Regions from separate parts of the Sus scrofa genome. Here region 2 is linked to region 1. The links are chromatin contacts, called in public Hi-C maps. All regions are on one chromosome and are shown on one strand. The core of a region is the stretch at or near the end of the contact, and the rest is flanking DNA. Distances in the headings are between cores, read along the strand shown. Region 1 holds the start of SMIM24 (small integral membrane protein 24). Region 2 has its middle 39 kb from the start of NFIC.

Evidence for each region. Hi-C and Micro-C count contacts between places; a contact is called where the count stands out from the background.
Region 2: a contact with region 1 is called in a Hi-C map of omental adipose tissue, with 2.0 times the contacts expected there. The contact joins the enhancer-like site here to the promoter of SMIM24 in region 1. A contact is called at or near these places in 2 of 5 promoter capture datasets (fetal skeletal muscle and skeletal muscle), 4 of 47 Hi-C or Micro-C datasets (embryonic fibroblasts, mesenchymal stem cells, omental adipose tissue and 1 more) and 2 of 2 datasets of contacts at active chromatin or transcription factors (alveolar macrophages and skeletal muscle).

What each region holds. Positions count from the first base shown.
Region 1 is chr2:75,176,342-75,181,800 of Sscrofa11.1, reverse strand. SMIM24 (small integral membrane protein 24) reads right to left here and starts at 2,953. Exons shown (of 4, transcript XM_021084123.1): 1 at 2,710-2,953; 2 at 2,274-2,385; 3 at 1,913-1,978; 4 at 1-244. The coding sequence starts at 2,929. The coding sequence ends at 79.
Region 2 is chr2:75,298,731-75,304,125 of Sscrofa11.1, reverse strand. No RefSeq gene overlaps it. Among named protein-coding and RNA genes, the nearest start is that of NFIC, 39 kb to the right of the region's middle. Within about 2 kb of position 4,070, at least 14 of the 83 cell types and tissues checked have an H3K27ac peak or open chromatin away from gene starts, as enhancers often do. A contact at or near this core is called in embryonic fibroblasts and omental adipose tissue, where this site is marked.

The sequences.
Region 1 (5,459 bases), core at 1,704-4,203:
TCACGTCCAGGTCATAGCTTCTAGGGCGTGGAAGTGGCATCTCTGGGGGGCTGCCTGGAGGTGGTGGCTGTGGAGTCTTCACATGGCCGTGTTCTTGACTTTCTCCTCGTCCTGGGGCTCCTCTTTCTCCTCCAGCTCCAGCCCCAAGTTGCTCTCTCCTTTCTTCTTGGACTTTTTGTCCTCAGCCTTTTTGTTGTTATTAGTCTTTTTCTCTTTCTCTTTCTTCTCCTTCTTGCCTTCTTTACTGTAGGAACACAAAGGCCCCAGACCACAATAAGGAACAGAGTCACTCCCACTTAATGAACACTTACCTATGGCAGGCCTTGTGATGAGTGTTTTACAAAAAATATATTATATATCTTTGTTTAATCTTCAAAACAGCCCTAACAAGTCAGCATTGTTTTTTCCATTTTACAAAGGCAGAAACTAAGTCTCAATTGCCCTAAGGAAGGATGAGTGATGAGAGGATAGATGGATGGGTGGATGGATGAATGGATGGATGGATAGGTGGATGGGTGGATGGATGGATGGATGAGTAGATGAAGGGGTGGTAGATGGGTGGATGGATGGATAAGTGGGTGGGTGGATGGATGGATGGATGAGTAGATGAAGGGGTGGTAGATGGGTGGATGGATGGATAAGTGGGTGGGTGGATGGATGGATGGATGGGCAGATGGGTGAGTGGGTGGATGGATGGATCGATGGGCAGATGGGTGAGTGGGTGGATGGATGGATCGATGATGGATGGGTAGAGGCAGGGATGGCTGCACTGGTAGATGGGTGGATGGATACATGCATGAATGCATGCATAAGTTGATGGATGGATGAATGGGTGGGTGAATTGATGGATTGGTGGATGCATAGGTGGATGGATGGGTGAATGGATGGATTGTGGATGGATGGATGGATAGTTGGATGGGTGGCTGGCTGGCTGGATGGATGAAGGGATGGATGGGTAGATGGATGAGTGGATGGATGGATGAGTGGATGGATGGATGGATGGGTGGATGGATGGATGGAAGGAAGAAGGAACAAGGCTGGGAGAACACTACCAATTAGGGGCACCTGTGAGATCTAGAACCTTCAACACATCCTCAGAGTAGGAATTACATTTTACTAGGGCTGAATTGGGTCTTAAACAAAGCATAGTCTAGCCTGCACCTCTCCCTCAGGCGCATCCTGAGCTCAGCTGAGACTCTTCTAGGATAGTCTCCTTCCAGCTCCTGCACTCCTACTCCTGTCCTCATGCCTTTGCCCAAGTTGGGATCTTGCCCCAGCAGAGCCCCTAGCCCTGACCATATCCTTGAGCCCTCTGTCAGAATCGTGTCTGGAAACAGGACCATGGGAGATGCTGAATCCAAGAGTGTCATCCACACCACTTCACACACTTGTGCAGAGACACCTACACAATCCCACACCATAGACTTGTTCAATTGGTCTTTGTTAAGACCCTACTGTGTGCCAGGCTCTGTGTTGGGCACTGGGGACACAGCCAGGACCAAAGCTAATTCACCTACTGAAAGCCACTCTCTAGTGCTGAGAAATTGATAAATGACAAAGATAATTTCAGCTGGCAGAATGTTCAGAGAAAGATACAGGGCTGTGGGATAGAGAGTGTCAGGAAGGCTGATGGGCAGAGTGGGCTTCTGTGAGGAAGAAACATCTGAGCAGGGACTCAAGGAGGGACAGAGCCAGCCAGATGATATGGGGAAAAGTGTTATCAATCAGAATCAACAGTACATGCAAAGGCCCTGGGGCAGGAATGTTATTGAGGTGTTCAAGGACAGACAGAGGTCATCTTGCACACCTACCCCTCCCCTGAGGAGAGCCCCTAAGGAGCCCTTCCTAAGGAGGGAACTCACACAGACCCCCCTGACCACCCCCCATGTCTACACACACCACACAGGCATACCTCAAGTCCACATTCTCATACGGGTTGGTATTCATTCTCAGTATGGACCCCTCTTCATCCTCAGCTCTGCAGAAGAGATAAAGATGGAGGGGTGAGGTTGGGAGAAGGGCAAGAGCAGGGACAGCCTCAGTCTGTCTCCCCCAAGTTGGGGGCGGGGGGGGACTCCAGGAAGCAAAACGTGTACTACATGGCTGTCCTCGGTGTAGGGTATAGGTGGAGCAGGGAAATGGGGACATGGGGAAAGGGACCAGAGAGGATCATAAAGTGGAAGGAGGTGCCCAGCACTTTGGAGAGAGGGGGAAGGGCGGGGGAGGGGGGCCCAGGGATAGGCGGCCAGGAGGCTGGGGAAAGGGGTTCCCACCTCTCTTTGGAGCACCAGAGACGGTTGGTCAGCATGAGGACAAAGACGATGAACAGGAACCCCACAACCGCAGCCAGGCCCACCAGCCAGGGCTTCAGGCGATACTCTGAGGCTGTTGGAAGGTGGCGGGGAGGGGACTCAGAAATGGCAAGGGTAGGGAGCTCCCAAAAGGAGAGAGGGAGAAGGGGGCTGGGAATGGTCAGACAGAGGGGTCTTGGAAAAGGTCTGGGATTCAGAGGGGTGTTTTGGGGGGACACTCTCAGGGCTGGAGTTAGGAAGGGGGCCTCCGAGAGGGGCCTGACCCCATTCCTCTTCCACCTGCCCCTCCTATCAGGCGCCTCAGTTTCTCATCAGATGGGGAGATGGCCCACCCAGCCCATCCCCAGACCCCTCCTCCCCCGTCCGCCCTCCCAAGCCCCAGAGGTTAGAGCCCTACCCTGCTGGGCCTCAGCTGGCGATAGGAGCAGGGCGCTGAGCAGAAGAAGGGTCTCCAGGGTCCCCATGGCACCGAGGAACCAGCAGCCAGGGTGCTGGAGTGCGCAGTCCTGGTCAGAGCCAGGGGAAACCCTGCCCAGCCCCTGATAAGGGGGCAGGCAGGTCTGGAGGCGGAGCAGGTCCAACGCAGGGGCCCTCCCTGTGCCCCACCTGGTTGGCATCCCATCCCCTCTCCCCCGCCTTCCTGGAGGGCAGACTCTGGACCCTGCGTAACAATTAACTCAGATCCTGGTGCCCCGCCCCAGGACCGCCAGCCTCATGGTCCTCCAGGCTCCCTGCTGAGGCGGCCCTGACCCTCCTTCCCCACTCAGTGTGTTTTCCCATCATTACGTTTGCCTCTCTACACACCCCAGGAGATGCTGCCACCTGCACTTTGCAGAGCAGCCGTGGAGGCCAGGAGCACCAGGCCCGGCAAAAAGAGCTGGAGCTGGGACATGAACGTGGGCTCCCTCACCACCTGCTTATACCGCTTTCCCCCCCTCCCCGGCTCCCTGAGCCCTGGGGACCTGCAGCCAGCTCAGGGCTGAGCACAGGGATGGGCCACATGCCCACAGTCCACTTCCAAGCCCAGCCACTCCTGTGGGGCCGGAGAATGCCCCCCCCGCCACTCGCCGCCCGAGCAGCTGATGACTCAGGCTCTAGGCTCTCCTGTCAACCTTGATCCCAGGTTGATTAGATAGGGGGGCCTGCCCGGGCGAAGGGGGAACCGCACCCCAGCTGCCACGGGGCAGCCACAGCCCAGGCACGTGGCAAGAAGGCCAGGGTGGGGAGGCCCTTCTCCAGGCCTGAGTCCTTGGCAGGGCCCCTAGGGGCTGGCGGATGCCAGCCCCATGGCTCCCACAGTGCAGGGCCAGAGGGCCTGCATATTTCCGGAGCCCCTCCCTTCCTGAGGTCTGATCACAGCTGTCCTTGTGCACAACGGCCTCCGCGGAGCTCCGGGACAAGTTGACTGCAACCAGGAAGGCAGGCACAGGTGAAGCTCCCCCTGTGTGCCCTGTCCTGTGCAAAACTCAGGAGGGAAGGAAATCTCCATGCCGCCAGTTGGGAAGTCAAGACCCTCAGAGACAGCTGGATCCCGCAGCCCTGCAGCAGAGCCAGCAATGCTGTGCGAGGCGGAGGAGCACAGCGGAGCAGTCTTCTGCTGCTTTGCAAGGCAGGTGGATGGGCTGGCCTCGGTCAGCAAAATGTTCTCTTTCCTCCGACCAAGTCATTCCTGGGCTGTGTGCCTCCATTTTCCCACCTGATAAATGGGGTCGATAAGTCCTACCTCAGAGGATTCAGTGAAATAATACAAGGAAAGGGCTTGCTTAGCACAACAGCCAGCACATTCAAAGCACTAGCTAAGGATTGGCCACTATAATTATTATTATTTTTAAAAAGCTTCTTAGCGTTTTCGGTTTACAGGTTGCCAAGTGCTTGGAGGAGGCTGGGTAGCTTAGGTTCTGGGAATACAGGGGGAGCAGGAGTGTTGGAAATAAACCAGCCTCCAACCACTGGCGCCTGCCAGCCAAGAACAAGGATGTTCTCTGTCAAGGCAGCTGCAGATAAGTGAAGGGCTCTGATGGGCACACATCCCATCTCTACAACGGCATTTAAACCGGCTCCCCTGGCTCAGCCCAGCCTCCAGAAGGAGCTTCGGGATGGTGGATCTTTGAAGGTGATGGAGGGGCGGCGGGGCATGCGGGCTGGGGCTTCTGCAGGGGCCCCCTCGCCACCCCCACAGGTGGCATCCTCGTCACCCCGCCAGGCCAGCGCCAGCTGCAGGTCCAGCTCTTCCAGATCCTCGCCCTCTGGGCTCTCCGGCAGCTCCCGGGGGGCGTCCTCCTGGTCTGGCTTCGGGCCAAAAAGCCAGTCTATGGGTGGGAGGCTGGTCAGGAGCCTCCCAGGGTGGGGCCACGCCCCTTGGCTCCCTCCCTGGCCAGGAGAGGCCCTTGGACCACCCCCTCATCCCCCACCCCCCGCCCAGTGGTCCAGCACTAGGCCAAGCCAGACTCGTGGTGCATAGCGGCTCACCGGCCAGGTCGTGGGCGAGGTCCTTGATGAGATGCCCGACAATGGCATAGGCCACAGCCACCACCAGGAGCGCAGCCAGCAGCAGGTACAGCACGTACCTGGGCAGGCGGATGGTGTCCAGTGGTGGCGGACGGTACTCCTCGTAGAGTGGAGGGGCTGGGCTCCAGCCCTCCATGCCCTCCTCAACCGCCCGCCCTGGCATGGCAGCCACCCAGAGCAGGAGAGGCCGGGAGGTGACCCTCGTGGCGGAAGTATTAAGGAGCTTTGGGTAAGAGGATTGGGGCTCCCCCGTGGCCACCATCTGCCTGGATTGATCACATCGCAAATCACTTCCGCCCGCAGCACCTCCACCCCACTCAGCTCCAGCCTCACCAAGTGCTACCCTGCATGTTCATTTCCACCTCAGGTCCCTTGCACATGCTGTTCCCTCTTCTGGGATGACGTTCCCTGCCCTTGTGGATCCGATGTTCAAGACGGGGACATAGACTCTGAGAAATGTATAGCCTTAGAATAAATGATGTGTTAGAAAATGAAAAGTGGAGTTTCTGTTGTGGTTCAGTGGTTAACGAACCCGACTGGTAACCGTGAGATTGAGGGTTCAATCCCTGGCCTCACTCAGTGGGTTGAGGATCCAGCGTTGCCATGAGCAGTGCTGTAGGTCACAGACGCAGCTCGGAT
Region 2 (5,395 bases), core at 2,821-5,320, 120 kb before region 1:
ATGGGATTGCTGGGTCATATGGTAGTTCTATGTACAGTTTTCTAAGGTACCTCCATACTGTTTTCCATAGTGGTTGTACCAATTTACATTCCCACCAACAGTGCAGGAGGGTTCCCTTTTCTCCACACCCTCTCCAGCATTTGTTATTTGTCGACTTACTAATGATGGTCTGTGTGAGGTGGTACCTCATGGTAGTTTTGATTTGCATTTCTCTAATAACCAGTGATGTTGAGCATTTTTTCATGTGCTTGTTGGCCATCTGTACATCTTCTTTGGAGAAATGTCCATTCAGGTCTTTTGCCCATTTTTCAATTGGGTTGTTGGCTTTTTTGCTGTTGAGTTGTATAAGTTGTTTGTATATTTTAGAGATTAAGCCCTTGTCCGTTGCATTGTTTGAAACTATTTTCTCCCATTCTGTGAGTTGTCTTTTTTTTTTTTTTTTTTTTATGGTTTCCTTTGCTGTGCAGAAGCTTGTCAGTTTGATTAGGTCTCATTGGTTTATTTTTGCTTTGATTGAGACTGACCTGAGAAAACATTTGTAAGGTTGATATCAGAGAATGTTTTGCCTATGTTCTCTTCTAGGAGTTTGATGTTGTCTTGTCTTACATTTAGGTCTTTAAGCCATTTTGAGTTTTGAGCCATTTTTGTGAGGGTGTGTTCCAGTTTCATTGATTTACATGCAGCTGTCCAGTTTTCCCAGCACTGCTTGCTGAAAAGACTGTCTTTTTCCCATTTTATATTCTTGCCTCCTTTGTCGAAGATTAATTGACCATAGGTGTCTGGGTTTATTTCTGGGTTCTCTATTCTGTTCCATTGGTCTGTATGTCTGTTTTGGTGCCAGTACCACACTGTCTTGACTACTGTGGCTCTGTAATATTGCCTGATGACGTCTCTTAAATTTAAGGTTTGGTTTTTGGCCACATCTGCAGAATATGGAAGTTTCTGGGCCAGGGATCAAATCTGAGCCACAGCTGTGACCACGTGGAATCCTTAAGCCGCTGCCCCACAGCGGAAACTACTTAAGGTTCGTTTTATGATCTACATTGGTGAGTATAATTAAAGAATATGGTCCATCTTGTTGAATGGCCCTTGTTAACTTAAAAACAATGTATATTCTGCTGTTGTTGGGTCGTGTTCTAGAAATGTCATTTCAAGTTGGTTGATAATGTAGCAAGGCCTTCTAGATCTTTGCAGATTTTCTGTCTACTTTTCTAGTTGCTGGGCACATAGTTTGAAGTCTCCAAGTATAACTGTAGATTTGTCAGCTTTCCTTTCAGCTTTGTCAGTTTTTGTTTCGTGCATCTTAACTGTATGTTGTAGGTTGTTTGCTGGTCGTATATGGTGAAATGCATATATAGTCAAGATCTGTGGATTGGCCCTTTTATCCATATATGTCCTCTGTATGTCTGCTTTGTCTGATTTTAATACAGCCACTTAGCATTTGTTTAATTAAAAAATGTTTTTCATTGAATTATAGTTGATTTACACACTATGTTAGTTTCATGTATATAGCAAAGTGATTCAGATACATATGTATATATATATATGTGTATATATATGTATATGTGTGTATATATATATATTCTTTTTCAAATTCTATTCCATCATAGGTTATTACAAGATATTGAATATAGGAGTTCCCTCTGTGGCACAGCAGGATAAGGATCCTATGTTGAACAGCCATGGCTCTGATTCGATCCCTGACTCAGGAACTTCCATATGCCTTGGGTACTAATGAAAAAAATATATAGTTCCCTGTGCTATACAGTAAGTCCTTGTTGTTCATCTATTTTATATATAGTGGTATTCCAATATTTTAAAAATGACTGTGTCCTTGGTATATTTTGCCCATCCTTTTAGTTTTCTCTAAGTCTTAAAGCAGATGTCTTGCTATTTATGAATTTCCTCAGTTGTTTTGGTGTTTTTTTTTTTTTCTTTTTAGTGTTGCACCTGTGGCATATGGAAGTCCCCGGGCTAGGAGTCGAATTCGAGCTGCACCTGTTGGCCTACGTCAGGGCCACAGGAACGTGGGATCCGAGCCACATCTGCAACCTACACCATAGCTCTCACCACAGCTGGCTCCTTTAACCCACTGATCGGGCCCAGGGATCGAACCTGCATCCTCATGGATACTAGTCGGGTTCTTAACCCACTGAGCCACAATGGGAACTCCAAATTTCCTGCTTTTGTTTGCTGAAAAGCCTTTGCTTCTCCATTTTCTTTTTTTTTAATTTTTTATTTTGATTTTTTATTTTGTCTTTTCTAGGGCTGCACCCATGAAATATGGAGGTTCCCAGGCTAGGGGGTCTAATTGGAGCTGTTGCTGCCGGTGTACGCCAGAGCCACAGCAATGTGGGATCCTTAACCCACTGAGCGAGGCCAGGGATCAAACCTGCAACCTCATAGTTCCTAATCGGATTCATTAACCACTGTGCCAGGACGGGAACCCCTCTCCTTCATTTTCAAATGATATTTCCACTAGGCATAAACCTCTGAGTGGACAGTCTTTTCCTATCAGCACTTAGTCTTTTTCTCCTTGGCTGCCTTTAAGGATTCTCTTCATTTTTAAATTGCAAGTTTTGAGTATGACATATCTGGGTATATGTTTGGGGGAATATGTAGTCCATCTGTTATTTTCCAAGTTTCTTGAAACTGTGATTTGGTGTCTTTTCTTCGCCACGTCCATGGCATGTGGAGGTTCCTGGGCTAGGAATTAGACCCACACCGCAGCTGAAACCAGAGCCACTGCAGTGACAATGCAGGATCTTTAACTCACTAAGCCACCAGGGAACTTCTTGGTGTCTTTAATTTTGGAGAATTATTGGCCATTCTCTCTTACAATATTCTTCAGCCCGCTTTTCCTTGTCCTTCTGGGATTCCAGTTATACACCTGTTAGATCATTTGATCATGTCCTACAGCCTTCAGGTGGCCCCAACCTGTCTACAACACCTCTTTTCATACTTGATTATCTTTTTAGCAAAGACAGAGCGGGCTTCAGGTTTGACCTCTGGTTAGATTTGGATAAGATTGGGGAGGTGGTTTTTTTTTAAGAGCCGCAGGTGTGGCATATGGAGGTTCCCAGGCTAGGGGTCGAATCAGAGCTGCAGCTGCCGGCCTACACCACAGTCACAGCAACCCCAGATCCCAGCCACATCTGCGATCTACACCACTGTTTGCGGCAACACTGGATCCTTAAACCACTGAGCGGGGCCAGGGATGAAACCCGCATCCTCATGGATACTAGTCGGGTTTGTTTTTTTCTGCTAAGCCGCAATGGGAACTCCAAGATTGGGGAGGTTTTTGTTTTTGTATTTATCTTTAGAGCTGACCTTGACTGGTGGCAGCCTGTAGTGATGAGTTGAACTTTTCTCTTTAAACACATTCTAAGTCTTTTCCCAGAAATTGTTGGATTGAAAGAAAAATATTCAGTACTACTGGGACCCAGGCAGAACGGGGAGTGGGGGTCTGTGTGTGGCGGGAGGTTGAGAAGGCTTCTCTACCTTGTCTCTTCCTTTTGCAGCTGGGGCAACAGACACGGAGTGGGGGGAAGTGCTAGGGGGCCCTCAATGGGCCCTGACCCAGCTCAGCTGCTGCCGAAGGTTTGGGCACTGAGCTGTCCTCAGGGTTCTCTGTTTCCTTGAGTGGAAATGTCGCTGATAAACCAGGCCTCTCAAGAGTTCCCTGGTGGCTCAGAGGGTTAAAGATGTGGGGTTGTCACTGCCGTGGCTCGAGTCACTGCTGTGGTGCAGGTTTGATCCCTGGCCCAGGAACGTCCACATGCCGTGGCCACGGCCAAGAAAACCAACAAAACAAACAAGAACCCAGGCCTCTCTGTTGGCTGTACAGGGGGTGACCCAGCAGCCTCACCACCTGCTCTGTGGGACAGGGCGCGACTGCGTCTCTAGGCCTTTCTCGTTCCATTTCTTTCTCTGTGGCTTTTTCTGTGCGCCTCCATCTCTGTCTCTCCTGGCCTCTGTGTCTCTCTGTGAAGGCTCCCTCTCTCTCCCTTTCCGTTTGAAAGCCACCTCCCACATCTGCCTTCCGCCAAGGCCCGGGCTCTGACCCGCCGTCTGAATGCCTCACTCCAACCGCACATCTGTGGGGTAATTGTCTCCTTCGACCACAAGGTACTGAGGCAAATTATAGTTACGGGGCGGGGGCCTCCATGTGGGCGAACCGCGTCCGCTGGGCTGGGCCCTGCTGGCCTCCGTGGGGCGAGCTGGCTGAGGCGTGGCCCGGCTCAGGCCATGGGAGCCATGCCCAGCCCTCGCCCCACCCCCACTCCCCTTGCCAGACCTGCAGCTTTTGTGCCAAGATGAAAATGCCTTTGGGAAGAGTCAGCAGGAAATGCCAGTGTTTGCAAAACCCTGACCCGTTATTCATTCATTCATTCATTCATTCAACAAATAGATTACCCAGCGCCTGCTCTGTGCCAGGCACTGTTCCAGGCATTGAGGCCAAAGCCATGAAGAAGACGGACAAGAGGTGACACCCTGTCCCCCTGAAGGCCACAGACAAGCAATAAGTACAGTGATAAAGGAAAACAAGGCTGAGGGAGCTACCGGTGCAGATGGGGATCCCTTTCAAACGGGGCTGGGCGGGAGCCTGCCTCAGGAGGGGTCCTCTGAGCTGAGACCTGAAGGAGGCGAGGCTGGGAGCTGGATAGGGATTCAGCATCCCCCCAATCACAGACCTGAGTCCTACTCGCTCTGTGTCCATGAACTCCTGACTAACCTTCTCTGAGCCTCAGTTTTCCCATCTGTACTGAACTCACATGGCTCTTGGTGTGGAGTACATGCTCAAGAAAACAGTTGCCATTAAGAGTGGTGATCTGAATAATTGGGTCTAATCCACACCCTCCCACTTTGTCAGGGATCGTTGGAGGTTGTTGTGTGCTGGAGGGCTCGGACCCGGGCTCTGTCCTCCAGGAGTCCCCAGGCCCAGCACAGAAACCTTCAGTCCCGTGTATTCAGGGTCAGATCCTGGGGCTGAAGGGCGTGGGTCACACAATATCTTTTCATTGAGGAAAAGGTGACTGATATCCAAGCCCCTCAGGGAGGAGATAAGAGTGTGTAATCCAGACAGTGGACAGGGTGTCTCTCTTTCTGTCTCTCACTCACTCTGTCTCTCCATCTCTGTCTCTTTCTTTGTCTCATCTTTGTTTCTCTGCATCTCTGTCTAACTCTCCCTCTCACCCTCAGGGGGAGGTGGGGAATGTTGGGCTGGGTTTTGAAGTGTGCATAGGAGTCCCCAAGTAACAAAAAGGAGGAAGGTGTGCCAGGCAGGGAGGACAAGGAGGAGGCTGGGCCCAGTCCCAGTAGAGGCCTTACTTAACCTGGGGACACTGGGGAGCATGGAGGGCAGCAGGCAGGAGGGGAACTCATCGGAGCCGAG